2 separate regions of the Mus musculus genome follow, and region 2 is linked to region 1. The links are chromatin contacts, called in public ChIA-PET maps. All regions are on one chromosome and are shown on one strand. Each heading gives the region's core, a stretch centred on a gene start, on an enhancer-like site or on the middle of the called end of the contact. The rest is flanking DNA. Distances are from core to core; before and after follow the strand shown. Region 1 holds the start of Uqcrfs1 (ubiquinol-cytochrome c reductase, Rieske iron-sulfur polypeptide 1). Region 2 overlaps Exoc2 (exocyst complex component 2).

Region 1 (3,942 bases), core at 1,367-3,866:
GGTAGCTGGTGGAGCCATCTTACAATCCCAGCTCCCTTGAGAATCAGGTACATAGACCTTCTTGGAGCCTAATTGCACTTTGGTCTGGGTCCTGGTCCAACTTAGACCGGTGATAAAATTCCGTGGGCTTTAGTTTATTTAGATTTCTGTTTCCTTGAATAAGAAAATAAGTTATCAGACTGAAAGTGTCTTCTTTTCAAAAAGGAAAAACAAAGGCAGACAGACAGACAATAGGCAGCTTCTTCAGCATGAGTGATTTGCACTCTACAAAATCTGTCTTAATATTTAATCCCAAAGCAACATCACTAGGAGGTCAGGGTTTGAGGAGTTGACTGAGGGAACCTGTTCCCTTGTGTTGCTTCATCTTCTACCATGTATGGACACAGTATCCTTCCTACAGAGAACACAGCAATAGGACACCTTCTTTGAAGAAGGGAGTTGTACTGGTCAGCCAACTCTCCCTACTGGTGGTCCCTTCATCGTGGACTTCCAGTTTCCAGATCTATAAGAAGCTTTTTTTTTTTTTTTGATTCTTTGAAAATTATCCAGTCTCAAGAAATTTTAAAGAAAATGGCTGGTGAGATGGTTCAGCAGGTAAAGGTGGATGGTCTATCTGAGGTCTATCCTCAAGACCTGTGAGATAGGAGAGGACCGACTCCCACAAGGTGTCCCCTGACCTCCAAATGTACAGGATGGGACACTTGTGCCATGGTGTGTAGAGGACACAAATGCAAACACATATAAGTAACTAACTAGTCTTAGAAATTTAGTGATAGCAGCACAACCAAGATAGCAACAGTAGGAAAGGAACTTAGCAGGTTTCTGTTAGTTTTGAAAAGCAGGTGAACTGAACCCAAGTCAGAGGTCTGAAGCCCAAAGCTTGAAAACGTTTCAGTAAGATGCAATGGGCCATCCTGGCTCTTGTAGGAGAACTGGCCTCTGACATCCTCAAAAACTGATGACGAACAGACCTATGCCTGGCCCTGGCTCGTCCTTGTTGGGTGGTTTCTCAGCTGAGGCTGTCTGTCCAGGGCCAGCTCAGATGTATATGGTGTCATATGCATCTGGAAAGCTCCATGGTCCATCTCTTGTCAAGCACTGGCACCACCAGCAGCAGTTGGCATCTAGCTGGGGATTTGGTTCCATCATGAGACAGAGCCACAGGCAGGGGCAGTTTGGGGTGAAGACTTCCATCTGGAGATTCAGCTGAGAGAGAAAAGGTTAGATTGATCTCTGCCATGGTGGATATTCACTCCTGGTTCCTTAGGTGAGATCTACATGGAGTGCATGCTTCTCTGGGGTTATCCCAGGTCCTGTCCCTGTTCAGAACATAACTGAATGAAGTGACAGTGACAAGAAAGGACCCAGACTAGGCAGCAAGTATCCTCCCTGGCTAAGGACACCTGCAATCATTCCTCTGTGAGGGCCCGGATCTCCTGGGTGTTGTTTTACATTGCTGCTATAACAAACATAGTGTCTTAAAACAACACAACTACATTGTTTTACAATTCCAAAGGTTTAGAAACCAGCCAAGGTCCTAGAGTCCATGTATTATACAAGCATCATATCACAATCATGCCAGAGTGTGCAGTGCTTAAATTCTTAGTTTTTTTTTTTTACTGTTTTTTCTTTTTAAACCCTAAAAGAATAAACGAAGTATTTGGTATAGAGAAAGTTGTATGGATGAGAACTTCATTCTTTGAAAGTGAATGCCATCTCTAAACTCAATTGTCTGTGTGAACTTGAAATCAAGGTTTGTTCTACTTGGAAAAGTGGAGATTTTCAAGTGTAAGAGGGATTAACGTTTATTAGCACCTCACAGAGACTTTGTTAGTGGTGTAGTCAGAACTGAAAGAGAAGTTAGAAAGTTGGCAGTTTTCTCACTATGTGAAGGAGAGTAAGAGTCCCTCCCTTTTGTACTGCTGAACATCACTTGGGAAACCCCACTTGTTCAGAAACAAACAAACAAACAAACAAACAAAAACCCCTCAGGGGTCTACAATACTCCACTGCTTCCTGGCAATCTATGCAGAGCAAAGGGTCTAAGGACCAGGTCCTTCACTGGTAAAATGCTGGTATCAATAGTGTTATTTCATCAAGATCATAATTACAAATGAACAACGAAGGAAACTACCAAATCAAAAGCGTAGTAGATCATGAATAATCGTAAGCCACCGTTTTGTTTTGTTTTGTTTTGTTTTGTTTTTGTCAAACCTTGCATATAGGTTTCTGGCTCTTTTGTTGTAAGAAGATCAAAATCGTCTTGGCAAAAGACAAAAAGCGGTTGGTATTTATTCTAGGTGATAGGCGTTAGGAAGTAGTAGTAGCCTGTTGTTTTTTTTTTTCTCATGCCTCGGTCGTCCCCGATTTAAGGTTTTGCCCTAAATGAAGGATCTCAATCACGACCACAAGAAATCCCTCCCGACTTCGGTTTTCCTGGGGCAGGGCGACCGAGTCAGACACCAGAGTGTCTCCAGGCCCTGCCCTTTCCTGCCCGGGCCCCAACCTGCGCCCGAAGCCACGCCCCCAACGCGGCGTCCCTCCCGATTCGCTCAACCTTGCGAAACGCCCTTTCCGGCGTCGCGCTGACGTCACAAACCCTGCGCCTCCCGCTCCTCTTCGGGCCGTCGTTCGAACGAAAGGTCGTCCCTGTGACCGACGAGGTGGTTTGAGCAGCTGTCGCCATGTTGTCGGTCGCCGCCCGCTCGGGCCCGTTCGCGCCCGTCCTATCGGCCACTTCCCGCGGGGTGGCGGGCGCGCTGCGTCCTCTGCTGCAAGGCGCGGTGCCCGCCGCCTCGGAGCCACCTGTTCTGGATGTGAAGCGACCCTTCCTGTGCCGCGAGTCCCTGAGTGGCCAGGCCGCAGCCCGGCCTTTGGTGGCCACGGTGGGCCTGAACGGTGAGCCGGCTTCGGAGTACCCCGATCTCGTTCCCTGCGGCGGCGGAGGGCGGTGTGCTGGGATGTGGTGGGCCGGCCGCGGCTACCTTGGCAGGCCGAGCGCTCCCCGGAGCAGGCGGGCTCACGGTGACGGGATGCTCCCGTAGCTGCATCCCCCAGGAGTCAGGAGCCGGTCTGCACGTCAGTCTGGGTTCCCTCCTCAGGCTTCACTTGACTTTCTTGATTAAGATCGGCCTCCCTGTATCATGGCTAAGATACTGTTAGTTACAGGAATTTGACCTTGGGCAAGTTTCCTCGATGTTACCACAACTTTGTAGGGGTGTTGTGAGTCTTACACTAGAGAATTCTATGTAAAGCCATTGGTACGGTTTAGACGATAAGTGTTCAAAATAGAAATTGAAACAACCATGTAGGAAGTTGTCAGTGTACTGGTACAGTCGCTTTTCAGCATCTTAACTCCCTAGCAGCCCCATCCCTATAGACACAAAACCAGCCCTGTCAGTTCCACTGTAGGGGATCAGCAGTGGTTTCAGATACCAGGCTCTACGGCTTTCATAATCTTACTTAGTCGTGAAGGCGAGGCAGTCAGAAATGATACTTTTTTTTTTTTTTAATACAGAAAACAGAGGTGAAGTGACCCACACAGTGGGAATCTATGCAGTGCGGTCTCTTCCTAGTTTATCTAAGTCTGCTTCACATTCCCTTGTGACTTAAAAATCTAGAAAGCTTTCTGGTGTCTCCTGAAATGTGGGAAGCTGCACTGGGCTCGTTTGGTTTCTGCTCCGATAGTTGACTGACTCTTCACTTTTTCAAGTAGATTAAACCTTGATTTCAAGTTCACAGGGACCATTGAGTTTAGAAATATCATTCACTTTAAAAGAATGAAGATCGCATCCATATAGCTTTCTCCTCTATACCAAGCAAAGTAACATACTATGATTGTTCAGTGTATTACCTACTTGGCACTGCTTGGGGTTGAGTTTATGACCTTTCTACATGTCAACCAAATTGCCTTCTTAGACAGCTTTTCACTCTGCATTCATT
Region 2 (4,019 bases), core at 1,224-3,723, 270 kb before region 1:
TGAGGGGCATTTTCTTGAATGCTAATTGGTATAAAAAGAACCAGTCCACTGTGCACTGTACTATACCTAGGCAGGTAGCCTGGCCAGTGTAAGGAAGGTGGCTTGCTGTGAGCCTGATGGCAAGCCAGCAGACAACACTGCTCTGTGATTGCTGCTCCAAGTTCCTGCCCTGAGTGTCAACCCTGGGCTCTCCAGATGATACATGGACTATGACTGTAATCCAAGTAAATCTCTCCAAGTTGCTTTTGGTCATGGTGTTGTATCACAGCAACAGGGAAACAAACTAGGATGGCCACCTGATCTTAGAGTTACTATCACTGATGAAACACCATGACTGTGAGCAACTTGGGAGAGAAGGGTTTGTCTTATGCTTTTACATCACTAATCATCATTGAAATTAGGGCAGGAATCACACAGGGCAGGAACCTGGAGGCAAGAGCTGATGCAGAGGCCATGCAGGAGTTCTGCTTACTGGATGCTCCTCATGGTTTGCTCCATCTGCTTTCTTATACAACCTCTCGGACCGCCAGCCGAGAGATGGCACCATCTACAATAAGGTGGGCCCTCTTCCATCAGTCGTTAATTAGAAAATGCTCTATAAGCTTACCTACTTATGGAAGCATTTTTTCAACTGAGGCCCCCTCTTCTCTGATGACTGGTTCATGCCATGCTGATGTACAGCTCACTAGCACAGCTCACTAGCACAGCCCGTCACTGTCAGGATGTAAAACCCTCTCCTCCCTCCAGGTCACTGGAAGAGCTGCTCAACAAGTTCAAGAGCAGCATGCACTTGCAGCTCACCTGCTTCCAAGCTGCGTCTCCAGCAGTCATGAAAACATAGGCTCTGCAAGAAGAGCATCAGACATGGCGGTGGAGACTGTCCTCGTGCTGTGCAGCAGAGATTACACGTCAAGCACTGCATTTAACGTCTCTTTTCCCCAGCATGGTGGTGCAGAAAGATGCCCATGGATATTTAATTTCAATCTATTTAAACTACCATAGTTTAAACATCCAAATAAACAGTTTTTGTTATTGCTAGCTTTGGTCCTGAAAGGCTGTGTAGCATACTCTTCAAAATGCTGTGAGTCTGGGGATTTCTCCATCATGGTCCAGAGCGGCCCATGGTGTGTGTGTGTGCCCTTCTCAGTGCCCCTCTTCTAGGCCTACTGTTGGCAGTTTCCAGCCCAGGTGAGACATTTGAGAAGAGATTTGAAGTCACAGTTTTTAGAGCTTTGTCCTAAACTTTAAAATAACCATTTCATACAAGTGGTTCTAAGCTCCCCACCCTGTTTCTGTAAAGAAAAATATACAGTCTACACATAAAAATGTTAATATTTGGATAAATTTGTGATCCACAAGTCCTCGTATGAACTCTGAATTTCATAGTCTGACTTTCATTTCTCCCAGTGCTAAACACTGAAGCTTGTGGTTCTCACTCAGCCTTAAGCTGATGGATCACTGCAGTGGTGTGGGGAGGGTTCACAAGGACCTGTATGTGGAGGCCCTGTCACACCCACAAGGCCTGGGGAAGGCTTGTGGTCTTCAATGCAGCCTAAAGATGAAGCCAGGCTCCTCGGCAAGGCAGCACTCCCTCCCCCTCTGCCACTTCCCACGCGGTGAAATGTCTTGCTCCATAGCTGGAAAGAGGCTGCTCTGGCATGGGCTGTGTTTTGTAAAGATTTGAGGTGCCCCAAGTGACCAGGCACTGAGCTGTGACTCAGTGGTGAGTGGCTTGCGCAGTAGAGTCAGGTCATTGTGACCTGCAGGCAGCTTTCACCTCACTCCATCCTTCCGTCAGCCTCTGTTGCACTTCACTCTTCAGACTGATCTGTGGATAATGTAGGCTCCTCTTCTAGAGTTGACAAAACTAATTCCAGAGCACAGCATATGTACCCTGTGGATTATTTAAGGTAAATGAGTGTATGTTTATTTATCACAGTGACTGGAAGTAGAAATTGTAATCCTTTGTTGCAAAATAAGTATGTACCGCATTGTCTCCTCCCTGTGTGCTGTTATTATATCTGACATAAACAAACTAAATTCCAAAGCAGAAGTACAGAACCATTTGTTATTTTAAACACCTAATAAATACAGTGCACAAAGCCAGTAGTTGTCCTTCTCTGTAAGACCCCTATCTTTATTTCACCATTTTTATTAGCTCTGTAATTGCTTATATTCCTGATTTTAAAATCCACAATAAATAGTGGAGTTCTCTCTTTTATGTTGTGTTTGTGTCTTCATTGTTAAACACCATGTATCAAGTGTCTTGTTAGTTTCAGTAGGAGTGTGCCATGGACACTACTTCATTGCAGACAGTGCTAGGGCACCAAATAGGCAGGCCAACAGAGAGATGAGTTGCTTCTGAGACGTTAAGGCTGGGAGGCACCTAGAGACCCATGCTTGCACTCACAACCCTGGTTTCCCTTTAAGGCTGGGAGGCGCCTAGAGACCCTTGCTTGCACTCACAACCCTGGTTTCCTGGCGCTGAACTTCACCACAACCCACTTCTTCCTCCCAGGTCAACACAGTTTCTGTCATCCTTCCCCTGGGGCCACAACTCAGGGAGAGCACATGAGCACGAGGGTTGATGAACTCCAGCATCACAGGACATGGAAACACTTAGGGTGGAGAGAATGGAGGGCGGTGCCATAAAATCCCAGATCAAAATGAGGGGTTTCAGAGACAACTTCCAACAAGTCATGGGGGGCTTCTTGGAGGAAGGGGCTTTCGAAAGCTTGAGTTAGAGGTGAGTGGTAAGATTGGTGGTAAAGTAGAGACAGAGCAAGACCGTGAGTCAGAAGGAAGTTGAGAGCCAGAGCAGATCTGACACAGGACACAGAGGACGTGAGGAAGAATAGAAGTGCTCCAGGGCTTCCTTCCTAGGGCAACTTCTGGCTCTAGCAAGGCCATGCCTGTGTGGCTCAGTCAGCATGGCTTCATGAAAGTTAACACATTAGTCTCACCTTTAGAACTAAAGGACTACTAGAAATAATTTGCTTTTTTTTTTCTAAGACTTTCTGTATCAATGTACCATGAAACTGCCATGTTCTAGAAATGAATGGGCATTGCAGGTTGCAAAACAAGCCCCACTGGCACAGACAGCTGCAGCTCCCCGACTCCCATCTCTGTAGGCATTGCATGCAGTTCTTAAAGACAATGCATGGACCGTGTGACATTACACTTGTGCTGTGAGTGCTAGGTAGAGGTGTGGACTTCTATTTTGAATGTGTGCTGTAGAGTACTTTACTATTATGTTAAGAGTTCTATAATTTACTTCAATTAAACTGCTTTAAAATAAAGATTAGGAGAGTATGGGTTTTTAGCTCTGTCCTTTTGATTTTCTCTTTCCTTGGTGTCTGTTATATTGCCTCCTTCTACATCTCTGGTTTTGTTCATTTGGTTAGGAGTTTGTCAGTCTTGTTTATCTTGTCAAAGAACAAAATCTTTATTTCATTAACTATTTGTGTTGATATTTATTTTTTTTATTTCATTAATTTGAGCCCTGATTTTTTGATACCTCTTCCCTAATATTATTTTATATGTAGTGTTTGTTCTTGTTTTCCCTGGGCTTTCAAGTTCATCATTAGACTATTTGAACTCTTCTCTCTGTCTCTGTCTCTGTCTCTCTCTGTCTCTGTCTCTCTCTCTCTCTCTATCTCTCTCTCTCTCTCTCTCACTCTCTATTTCTCTCTGTCTGTTTGTTTTAATGTAGGCATTTAGTGCTCTAAACCTTCCTCTGGCCATCATTGTGGCTCATAGATTTTGGTATATTGTATTTTTATTTTCATTCAATTCTAGGAATTCTTAAATGTCCTTGATTTCTTTTTGCCTCAGTTATCCCAATAGTGTGTTGCTCAGTTTCCGTGAGTTTTGTACTTAGTTTCTGTTGCTTTTGAGATCTGGCTTTAATCCATTATAGGCAAATAGAAGGCAGAACATAATTTTAATTTTCCCATGTTTATATGTGGTCAATTTCAGAGAAAGTCACATAGGCTGTTAAGAAGAATATACTGTAGTGT

What was found. ChIA-PET counts read pairs in DNA pulled down with a chosen protein or histone mark.
Region 2: an RNA polymerase II ChIA-PET map of memory CD8 T cells shows a contact between it and region 1, with 73 read pairs. The contact joins the enhancer-like site here to the promoter of Uqcrfs1 in region 1. A contact is called at or near these places in 1 of 39 promoter capture datasets (the SN4741 cell line), 1 of 15 datasets of contacts at CTCF or cohesin (large pre-B cells), 1 of 484 Hi-C or Micro-C datasets (bone marrow-derived macrophages), 4 of 115 datasets of contacts at active chromatin or transcription factors (CD8 T cells, bone marrow-derived macrophages, effector CD8 T cells and 1 more) and 2 of 9 other capture datasets (adipose tissue and liver).

Annotation. Positions count from the first base shown.
Region 1 is chr13:30,543,990-30,547,931 of GRCm38.p6, reverse strand. Uqcrfs1 (ubiquinol-cytochrome c reductase, Rieske iron-sulfur polypeptide 1) reads left to right here and starts at 2,616. Exons shown (of 2, transcript NM_025710.2): 1 at 2,616-2,898. The coding sequence starts at 2,685.
Region 2 is chr13:30,812,120-30,816,138 of GRCm38.p6, reverse strand. It overlaps Exoc2 (exocyst complex component 2), which reads left to right. Exons shown (of 28, transcript NM_025588.2): 28 at 748-2,221. The coding sequence ends at 841. Among named protein-coding and RNA genes, the nearest start is that of Irf4, 65 kb to the right of the region's middle. Within about 2 kb of position 2,473, at least 51 of the 459 cell types and tissues checked have an H3K27ac peak or open chromatin away from gene starts, as enhancers often do. A contact at or near this core is called in CD8 T cells, effector CD8 T cells and memory CD8 T cells, where this site is marked.